Linked DNA regions of Oryctolagus cuniculus: region 1 is linked to region 2. Evidence: chromatin contacts called from public Hi-C data. All regions are on one chromosome and are shown on one strand. Each heading gives the region's core, a stretch centred on a gene start, on an enhancer-like site or on the middle of the called end of the contact. The rest is flanking DNA. Distances are from core to core; before and after follow the strand shown.

The links. A called contact is a pair of places that touch in the nucleus more often than the background predicts.
Region 1: a Hi-C map of skin fibroblasts shows a contact between it and region 2, with 3 times the contacts expected there. The contact joins the enhancer-like site here to the promoter of TLE3 in region 2. A contact is called at or near these places in 3 of 6 Hi-C or Micro-C datasets (ear pinna, embryonic fibroblasts and skin fibroblasts).

What each region holds. Positions count from the first base shown.
Region 1 is chr12:93,097,241-93,102,573 of mOryCun1.1, forward strand. No RefSeq gene overlaps it. Among named protein-coding and RNA genes, the nearest start is that of TLE3, 460 kb to the left of the region's middle. Within about 2 kb of position 2,066, at least 1 of the 8 cell types and tissues checked has an H3K27ac peak or open chromatin away from gene starts, as enhancers often do.
Region 2 is chr12:92,635,095-92,640,748 of mOryCun1.1, forward strand. TLE3 (TLE family member 3, transcriptional corepressor) reads right to left here and starts at 1,614. Exons shown (of 20, transcript XM_008249826.4): 1 at 1,482-1,614; 2 at 856-956; 3 at 361-424. The coding sequence starts at 1,505.

The sequences.
Region 1 (5,333 bases), core at 816-3,315, 460 kb after region 2:
GTCAAAAACAGAAGGGGAATTGGTGTTGTGGTTCAGTGATTAAGCTGCTGCTTGTGGCACTGGTCTTCCATATCGTGGGGCTGGCACCCGTTCCAGCTGCTCTGTTTCTGAGTCAGCTTCCTGCTAATGTACTTGGGAGGGCAGTGGAGGATGGCCCAAGTAACTTGGGCCCCTGTCACTGACGTGGAGACCTAGATGGAGTTCGTGGCTTCGGCCTGGCCCAGATCTGGCTGTTGCAGCCATCTGCGGAGTGAACCAGCCAACAGAAGATCTCTCTCTCTCTCTCTGCCTTTAAAATAAATAAATACTTTTTTTTTTTTTTTAAATCATGAATATCTTCAAAAAGCTCAGTATCAGGTCTCGAATGGTTCTGTCCAGAGGGAGTTGAGGTAAATCTCTCACCTCAACAGTGAGGACCACATTTGGGGCTAAAGCAGATGACTAAGAAGAGTCTCAGTAAGCAAGAGACTGGGCAGAGAAATTGCTTCCAGCTTGTTCACGCTTGGCTTGACTGACACCATGTGCTGAGGTGTTAAAGAAGCCTTCCCAGAAGGTGGAATTACAACCCTCTGCTGGGGCCTCCTTGATTTCAGAGTTGAAGCCCAGAGACTTCCTCCTGAGCTGGCAGAGGGACGAGGGAGGCAGGAAGCAGGAACCAGTGGTTTCTGTGAACGTCCTCATGGAGCCATGGCTGGCCTGTCTCCTTACCCTGCCCCTCATCCATAAGTCCTGGCTTTGATCTCCACTGGGGGTCACACACCTGCCCACTACAAAGCTGCACCCAGCCCTCCTCCCAGGGCTGTTGCCACGCTCACCCTGAGCTGTGGGCATGCAGTCCACTTGGGTATGGGATAGGAGAGAGGCAGTTCTAACGGTCAGCAATAGAGATAACTGTAATCCAAGCTTCAATCATCTGTACAACTGTTCTTTTATTGTTGATCGAGGGGGAAGATTTAGCTGCTGTAAGGGACGTACACTCAAAAGGAAGGGCTAACAACCATAACTTAAGTAATTGTGTTGAATGAAGACTGGAAGTATTAGAGTCTGGGACTCGTGCTTTGTGGCTCGGCGGGGACCAGCCTGAAACTAAGCACTCCCCTCCGAAGGTTCCAGGTCCATTGTTTCAGTTTTTTCTCCTAAGACAATGCCCCAGGCCGCTGCTGGCCCTCCAGGTCCTCCCCCAGAACTCACCTCATCCTGCATTTCAGCACTAGGTGGGCAAGCAACAGGTGAGGGAGGGTGTAAGTGAGCAGCCACACTGCAGTTCTGTGCCCAGGCGTTTGTCGTGGCCATTGGGTGACTAACTGTCACTGATTCAGGGGCCTGCGGCTGGGGGACGCCAGGGCAACTTCGGAATGGTGGTCCCTGTTTTAGCTGTTGCGAGCCAGGACCCACCGCGTCGCCTTCCCTGCTTCTTCCTCCTTCCTCACACGTACTCCGGGCGTCTGCCTCCACCAACGCCCGGCCCCAGAGCTTTCCCTACCACCTTTCTGGAGTAACCAGAAAACTCGGAAGCGGCCCCATGGTCCTGCCTGAACTCCCAACAATGCGGTGTGCGGGTTGCCCGGCAGATTTTCAGCTCAGAGCTCACAGGTCAAGCCTTAGTCCCGGCCGGTCACTCTGCAGAGGAGGGGGCACGTGGGCAGCTCACCACGAGGCTTCTGCCCCTCGCTCACAGCACAGCAGACACCTCCGCCAGGATTCCAGCATCGACCTAGTCAGTAAAACAGGTCATAAACTTGCTGCCGATTGTTCTCTGAGAATCTTGGCTTTGGCCTTTGATGGGAGGCTCCTGAACACATTCCTGTGGGCCGGGCCCTCGAGGACGGTAGTGGGCGTTGCACTGCAGAGCCCCGCGCCCCACAACCCGGGAAAGCCTCCAATACCGGAACAGCAACGACAACGAGGCGGGACGCCTCGGCGGTGTCCACGCACCAGCCATTCCCCGCGCCGTTCCCCGGGCTATCCCCGGCCCCGCCGCCGAGAGCGCACCGGCCCGCCTGGCCCCGCGGCCCTCCCACTTGTGCCCCTTTCATTTGGCGCCCTGGCCTCGCCGTCCCTGAGCTATGAGCCGCCGTTCCGCCGGCAGGTCTCGGCCGGACCGCCCAGGAGTCCAGCCCTACCCGGCGGCCGCGCGTCTTTGCTCGGGTGCACAGCGCCCCCTGCCGGCCGGTCGTGGGGTATTTTTTTCCGCTCAGGCAGAGCGTGCGGACGGCAGCGGGTGCAAGGAGCCTCGGGGTGTCTGGGAGCGGACAATTTGGAATCTGGGTGGAGGACCCAGACCTCCTTGGCCGCTGTGAGGACCACAGTCCTCGCGATAACGTGGTGGGCAGTGCCGCTCCTTCGCAGCCCTAACCTCCCCAGACCCCGCAGATTCCCTTCCGGCACCCCTTACCCAGTCCCCTCAGCCGCCTCATCCCTGACCTGGGCGACTCTAGGGTCCCTCAGCAGTCCTGCATTCGGCGCGAGACTCCTCGGCTTCCTGAGAACCACCGTCAGCCAGCGGCCGGGACCCCCCCCCCCCCCAGGCCCTGGGAATCAGGGCGCGAGCCCCTCAGGACGGGATCTGTTTACATCTGCTGCGGCCTCCGTCACAATTATCTCTCCGAAATCCCCCCACCTCGCCCCTCCTGAGCCCCAGATTGCGGAGCTGGGGGAGGGCAGTGTGACTCTTCCCTGACATCCTCAGGGTCCTCACACATCACCCCTCTCCCCTGCCTTTCTGCCTGCCTCCGTGCTGCCCCAGGCCCCTGCCCCAGCAGCTGCACAGACCACCGTCTGGTCAGCCCGTCCCCTTTCTTCAAACCCTTCTTCAGTGGCTGCCCCAGAGAGCCCTGGGCCATCAGCCTCTGCTGTGTCCGATTTCACAGCCTGTCCCGTTACACCGGAGACCTGAGGCGGAGTGGCTGTGGTTGCCCGGTAGCTGGGGATACTTCTCCCCTGTCGCGTGGCTGACTCCTGCTGCTAGGTCTCTCCCACCCCCTGACCAGGCTGTCTCACCGCTGAGCTCCAAGCCCCCTGAAATTCCCTGTCCTTGCTGTCCAGGCTGCTGTCTGTCTTCCTCTCTAAGTTGTGAACTCTGCAAGCACTGTCTTGCTCATCTCCTAATAACCCAGATGGCTCTGGGGTTCCCCAGGCCGCTTAGCTCTAGTGCAGAACTTTGCAGTGGACACGGCTAATTACCTACCCAGTAGCCATTTGGAAGTCTTCCTTAATGACAGAACTCTGATTTTGTTCGGGAGCGATATGCCCAGCTGAAATATTCTTTGGGTAGAGCTCCTGGGAAAGCTTTGCAAAAAAGGACGAATTCCCTAGCCTGGCCTTTTTTTTTTTTTCTTCTCCCCTCTTTTTTTTTTTCCTTTCCTAGAACACAAACAAGATGCAGCCGCCGCCATTGTGTAGCAAAGAGGACAAAGGTGTCACACTAAGGTAGAAGAGCCCGGTGCTTGTTTAACCCCACTCTGTGGAGGGTTTCTTTAACTGCAGCCGGACAGAGTCAACACACTTTCCTCCCCAAGAAGAGAGAGTGCAAGGCCTCCGCCTAGAACATGTCTGCCAGTTGTCAGTCAACCCACTTTTCATGGTGGCCACTGACGTTAAGCTCCTGCCCATTTTTCGCTGCAAGCCTGGAGCCTGAAGCAGTGACAAACCATCAGCTTTCCATTTTCCCAGGAATACCAGGATAAAGAGCAGAGAGCTTCGGTCTTCATGTCTGTACCCCTTATCCTGAATAAGTGCGATATGCTGCACCGTAGCATGCCTACGTCTGCAGCTTTACTGTGAAACATTTTCAGATTCGCTTTCCTCTGTGATAATTTGCTCAAAGGAGCAAAACCAAATTCTTCTCATGTGCTTACGTGCAGCAACTTAACTATCACTTTTTGCGAATTGGACTCCTATGTGTGCTAGCGCGTTCTATTCCAGTGGCTTATCAAGCTAGTATTCCAGAGAGTTGGTCCTCCAAGAAGAATTGTCAGTGGAGGTTAAGATAATTATTTTTTCGCTCTCATCACGTTTGTCTTCCCACCATGCTCCACTCTGTGACGGGAAGGTGCCAGGGACTGGGTTAGGAAACCACTGAACACACCACCCCACGCCCAGTGCCCACCCACCTGTTTTAACATGATCCTTGCCTTCTAACTCTAAGGAATAATTTCCTGAGAACCATCAGGTCAGGTGAAAGAAAACGTTGGTGCTAAGCTCAGGCGAGACTGGTGGCAGAAAGGTCTGTGGACTCTATCCATGTGCCAGTCACGTCTGCTCTCTGGACTTAGATTTTTCACGGTGAACTTTATTTTAATTCATGATTAATTCATAATTAATTTAATTCATGAGAATTTTAATTCTCATCTGTAAAACTGCAAGAATGAAAGAAATACTTTTATAGGGTTAAATTTTCATTCCTAATACTATGCCTTCTTTCTCTCAACCAGTCTTGGCAAAATTTATTTTTATTAATCTTTTCAAAACATTAATTTTTATTACTTCTACTATATGTTTTTTTCTTTTTTAGGAAATTTAGATATTTTTACTTATTTTAGAAGCGTTTTTTCATATAGATGAAGTATATATTAAAATATGCACAATATACACAATTCACTTCTTATTTTAATACCTATTTTTGTTTTTTACTAACAATAACTGTACATATTTTGGGACTGTGACTTTTTGTATAAATATTTATTTATTTGAAAGTAAGATTACAGAGGAGAGGGAGAGACAGAGATAGAGGGAGAAACAGAGAGAGAGACAGAGAGCAAGCTTCCCTCTGCTGGTTCACTCCCCATGTGGCCGCAATGGCCAGGCCAAAGCCAGGAGCCAGGAGCTGCATTCAGGTCTCCCACATGGGCAGTAGGGGTGCAGTCACTTAGGCCATTCTCCACTGCTTTTCTCAGGCCATTAGCAGGGAGTTGAACTGGAAGTGGAGCAACTGGGACATGAACCAGTGCCCATATAGGGTGCTAGTGTGGCAGGCAGTGGCTTTTACCTGCTACTCCACAATGCTGGCTGAGGGCTGTGACATTTGCATGTATCCAGTGTGTGCTGATTAAAATGAGGACCACCAACATTCCCCCTTCTTGACGGTACTTTGTGATTGGTGGCCTGGAGCTCATCACTTCTACGGTTCATTCAGCATTCAATACACACCAGCTTCTTGTGCATGGCCGTCAGGCCACTATGCTGTGTGACACTAGTGGTTTACTCCTTCCATCCAACTCTGATTTGGTACCCATTATTCAAACTCCCTCAGTCCCCCACCCCTGACCCTTCCCAGACTCCAGTCATCACTGTTCTGTGTTCTCTATGTTTCTTTTTACTTTCTTCATTTATTT
Region 2 (5,654 bases), core at 364-2,863:
AGCGCTCCCAGGAGGCCTTGAGAGATTTTTATCCTATGCTATGAGTCCTGTCTTCCTGGGCTGATCCAACACCATCCTACCGGCTCTCCCAGGGCAAGCAGCCCTAGGGAATCTTAAAAGCACCCAGCAAAGGCGTACAAAGGGAGCAGGGCTCTCCGGGCCTGCAATTCGGGTTTCTCCCTCCGCCCCTGGGCTCACCCACCCCCTCCCAAGTGGCCGATGCCAGGGGAAGCCAGTGAGGGGCGCAGGGCATTCCCGCCCAGCCCCCCTTCCCTGAAGAGCCGCCGCGGCCGCGGTGGGGAGTGAGCCCCGGTCCCCGCGCCGCCGGCGGGGTCGCCGCCTTCCCGGGCCGCCTCTCACCATCACATAATGGCGCTGCATCTCGGTCTTCTCGTTCGCCAGCTTGTCGTACTCCACTTTGAGGCTGCGAGGGCAGAGGAGCCAGCTCAGGCCTGGCGCCCGCACGGCCGCCTCCGAGGCCGCAACCCCAGGGCCTCCGAGAGCCACTTTCCCATTTCCTGGACACCAACCCTCCCCGGGGGGGGGCACCCCACTATCCCGCAGCGTCGGGGCGCACAGGGGCTGGGGTCCACGCCGTGGGCATGGGGGAGCAAGGCAACTGGAAACTTCCCACGGAAGAGCGAGCCCGCTCACCGCGACCGCAGGGGGAAGGACCCCGACCTTCGGCCGCGGGCAGCACAGGGTTAAGGCGGCGCGCTCGGAAAGGGGAAACAAAAGGCGGAGGCCCCAGTGGCCCCGCCGCCCGGGGTCGGGAGCCCCCTCCGTCGCAGCGACGGGGATGCCCCCTCCCTGCCGGCCCCGGGGCGCTTGCCCACCCCCCTCCCCCGGCCTTACCTGTGATACTGAGCTTGCAGGAACTGGAATTCGTCTTTGATCCTGTCACAAGACTCAGCCACCGTGAATTTAAATCCGGGCTGCCCGGGTTGATGGGGAGCCTGCAGCCCGCGAGGACGAGACAGGGGAGGGGCGCGGGCGTCAGCCGGGGCTCGGGGCCTCCGCCGCGTCCTCGGCCCCTCCCCGCCGGCTGCCCCACCAGAGAGGCCGCCCTCACAGCCCACAGCCTTCCCCGCAAGTTCCTCGGCTCCCCGACGGCGCGGGGGGAGGGGGCGCCCCGGGTCCTCCGGCTCAGTCGCGAGGTTTCCACCCGCAAACAGAGAGGCGGGGGCAGGGAGAACGCGGGGCGAGTTGGAGACTTAAGAAAGGGGGCGGGGGGGTCACGAGAACGGCTTCCCCTCCGGCCCCGGCTCGGGACTGACCTCGCAGGTCCGCCGAGTCTCTCGGTCCCCAGCCCCTTTGTGTGAGCGCGCGCGCGCGCACTCACACTGCACAGACACACACACACACGCACAGACACACACACCCCATAAAGGTAGCAACAAGCAAAATGGAGGTGCCGGATAAACTGCCTCGTTTACCCTGCCATGATAGATGCTTAAATAAACCGAGTTGCAATTACTCACCGGATGTCTCCCTTGCGGATACATGGCAGGGAGGGGTCGTGATTCCGAGAGCTTGGAAGCGCCGAGAGCCCGGGCCGGGGAGGTGCGGGAGAGGGGGGAGCCGAGCCCGAGCGGGGGGCGGCCGGGAAACCGAGAGCTCGCCCCCGGCCCCCCCAGCTCGCTCTCGCAGCGAAATCCCAGAGTCGGGCGCCCGCCTCGAGCGGAGACAAAGAGCCGCGGAGCGGGCGGCAAAGTCGTCGGAGGCCGGGCGGCGGGCGCGAGCTTTGTGCGCCTAGGGCTCGGCGGGCTTCGGCCGGCCGCCTTCCCGGGGCTGCGTCGAGCGCGTCAGGGCCGGGGGCTGCGCGGACATCGTCGGCTCCCCGGCGAGTCCGGCGCGGGGTCCCGAGGCCGGGGGCCCCTCCGGATCACTCAGCAGCGCGTCGCGCCGGGGCTGCCCCAAGCATCCGGGGCGCGCGAGTCCGACCCCCAGAGCAGCTGGGCCCGCGGCTCGCGGCGAGAAGAGAAGACAGGCGCCGAGCTGGAAGCTCGGGGCCGCAGGAGCGCCGGAGAGTGAGGGCTGGAGCCCGCCGCGGGCGCTTCGACGCCCCCCCTCGGAGAGGAGAGCCTGCTGTTCCGTCTGCTACCGCCGCCGCCGCCGCCGCCGCCGCAAGCCCTTCCCAGGGCCGGGGAGGAACTCCGGGCTCAGTAGGTGCAAATCAACCTCCCTGGCATCCTAACTCCAGCGGGCACCGGAAGCTTCTCCGTGAACGGGTCCTCGCCGCTCCCGGCTGGAGCGCCGCGTTCCCCACGAGGAGCGCTCGGCGCCACCGCCGCGGCCGCCTCGGAGCGCGCCGGCAGGAGAGCGCTGGAGGGGAGACGCAGCCGGAGGCCGGGCAGCTCTGCGGCTTCCTCCCTTCCCCTCGGCCCGGCTCTCCGCGCCCCGACAAACCCCCAAAACACACACCTCCCCCCCACCCACAGCGCGCGCGCGCGCGCGCACACACACACACACACACAAACACACACCCCCAAAAAAAGTGCCCGGGACCTGCGGATACCACACACAGACAGGCGAGGGGGACGAGCACGAGGTCTGAACTGCCGCGAGAGCAGTTCCAAATAGGGACTGAAAAGTAACAAAATAATGTGGCAGCTTCGCCCGGCCGCAGCCAATGGGCGCGAGCCGTCCCCACGTGGGGCCGCGGAACTCGGCCCGCGACTGGCCGCCGCCGGGCGCGACGTCACAATGCCCTCTTGTGTCTAAAACTATGCATGAAAAGTAGCAATCAGGCCCTACCCGCTGGTGACTTTCGCATGGGAGTGAAAACCAGCGCTCCTCAGATCAGGAATTAACCGAAAGACATATAATAAATAGATATATATTATAGTCCCGGGCTGCTGGAGTTCCTCCCCGCCCCCGCCTCTCTTTTTTTCCCACGATCTACTAGCAAATAATTATTTGGCGGGTGGGGGTTAGGACGGATGACGGGAATAACAACAAAAGGATAAAAGACTAGCGAGCGGCGCGGAGCTCCAAACCTGTGGCTGGGAGGACCGGATCGGTTTATGCCGCAGCCGCGGCAACGGTTCGCCCCTGTAATCCCATTAGGCCGGCCGAGCGGCCCAATTAGACACTGTAAGACAACCACTTCGTCACGTTCTCGTTCTAGGACCCCTAAGATGGTGGCTCCCCAAGTTGCCTCCGACCTCTCACAGCCCGCTGGGAGCCCCCAGCGTCCCTTCTTTGTTCGCTCGCCCGTCCTAAGCCCAAAACTGCGCCTGCGACGCGCGGCGGCCGCCCGCCCGGGAGCGGTCAGAGGGACTCAGACCCCCGCGGGGGTCCCCGCTGTGGGACGGCTTCGCCCGCGCCGAGGGCGCTGAGAAGACGCGGTCGGGGCCGCGCGGGACTGCCGAGCTCCGGCCCGCACACCGCCAGCTCCGGCGGCCCCGCGCTCGCGGCTGAGGGGGGCGCGGGCCGGGGGTCGCGCCTCAGCGCCTCCGCGGGCCCGGAGACGGCGGCGCGCCCGCGCCCGCGCGCGCGCCCGGCTCAGTGTTTTCCCCTCATTAGCAGCCGGAGCTTCGCTTTCGCATCTTAATGAGGCGAGCGCGAGCGGCCGCTCCGAGGCCGGTGCGCGGGGAGTCACACGTGAGCGCCCGCTCGGGCCGCCAGCCCCGGCCGTGCTCCTCTCTTCATTTATTTATTCTCCTAAATAAAAACATAAATCGTGTGCGGCGCGCACCGGAGAGGGGGGTAGGGAGAAGCCGGGCTCGACAGATGCGAGCATCTGGCCGCAGCATACATTACACACAAAATGGCTCCTCTCCGGAGCTTCCTTTCCCCTCCCCCTCTCCGCCCGCCCCCTTACGTCACGGGTGGGCGCACCCGCTTCCTGCCCGCCCCGCCCCTCTCGCACGGCGGTGCCCACGTGGGGGGCGCCGGCCACGCCCCCGAGCAAGGCCTGGAAGGCCAATCACAGGCTGCCCGAGGGGCTTTCCGTTGCTGATTGGTGGAGCCGCCGAGAGCTGTCGGTCGGCGTCCAGAGCTGTCAGTCAAAACCACGCGGGGTGGAGGGGAGCGCTGACAAATGCCGAGGCTTCTGAGCCTCCCGCTTGCAAATAGTGCTTGGAATGGCTGCTTAATTAGCTTTGAATGGCTTTTCCTTCCAGCTCAAACAATCTGTCACTACCATGTGGTATAAAGGAGCCATGCATAAAAAAGTAAGCAGAGGCTAAATATCAATTTGATTTTGTGTATCAAAGGAATATTTTATTTTTCTCCCTAGTAATGAAACGTATCAATTTAAATAATAAAAGGTAAAAACACACACACACAAACCCCCCCAAAACCCCCCAAAAAAAAAGAAAGGAAAAGAAAAGGAAGAAGAAAAAGGAAAAAAAGGGAAAAAAACCAAACTGCGCAGTACTCCTATGCGCGCGCCTGAAGCGAAGACTGTGGCCCACCAGCGGGCGGGCGCCCGAAGACGCCCCCTCCCCCGCACTGGTGCGTGCGGCGCTGTGCTGTCGTCTCCCGAGTCCGCAGAGCGGCGGGGGCGGAGAGCGGGGGGCGGGGAGCACGACCTTTAAAGGGCGCTCTTTGAAGCCGCTAATCAAAGTCGAGGGGGGTTTAAGACCCCGTAAACCGCAATCCTGCAGCAGGTCTGGATTTGGGAGCCGGGAGTGGGGGAGCGCGGCGTGCCTGTCGCCCGCGTTTATTAACACAACGCCTCGGAGACGCCCGGGCCGCGGCGCCTGGCCCCGGCCCGGCCCTGCACAGCCGCCGCGTCTCCCGGTGCGGGACGGACGGCGCGGGAGCGCAGCGGAGGCGTCCGAGCGAGCGGCGCTTTCTTCACCTTGCTCCTGAAGGTGGCGACCTGGCCGGTGAAGCAGAGAGAGGTTGAGAACCCCAAGCGGGCAGAGGCAGCAGGATTCGAATCCAGGGCCGTCGGCCTGGCGCCAGCCGGAGCTCGAAGCGCGCGGGACTTGGGCATCTGCCGCGACGAAGACACTCGTGCGCCTAGGCGCTCCTGTGCGAACGGCCCCGTCCCAGCGTCTGGCTGCGGGCTCCCCAGCCCTGCTGCTCACCCGGGGGGCAGGGGTACATCAGGCCAGCTCCCCCTGAAGATCAGCACCGCGCTACCCCCACCATCATGCCATCGCACAAACTAGAAAATGCAGGGGGGAAAATACATAGGCTTTTATGCTGGAGAAAGGGCTGGGGGGACATGTATACAACACCCTGTCCAGAGCGCTTGACAATTATTTTAAAGAAGGAGGGAGCAGAGAGCGAGTTCAAACGTCTCTGTCTCCAGTTCTAATTGGAAACGTTTCAACTGTTTATGTTACAAGAAGTGTCAGGGTCATTTGCTACCGGAGCGCTGACTTTTCATTGGCTGCTTAATTGAGTACCTCCGAGTCCACCCCACGTGGGAGAGGAATTCCTGGCACATTAAACAAAAAAAAAAAAAAAAAAAAAAAAAAAAAGTCACGCGGGTGAGGCGGAAAGCCCGGCCTGGATTTAGAGAGCCCAGGTTCCCCAGCCCCGCCCCCTCTTTGGGGTGCAGGGTGGTGGGTGGGCAGCTGTCGGCCAGCCCTAAGAGCCACTCTTCTGGTTCTTTAAAAATCATTGCCAAGCACTTTAGATGAGTGCTAATATATGCCGGCCCTCCTAAAGGGCCGTGCTCTGGCCAGCCTCCT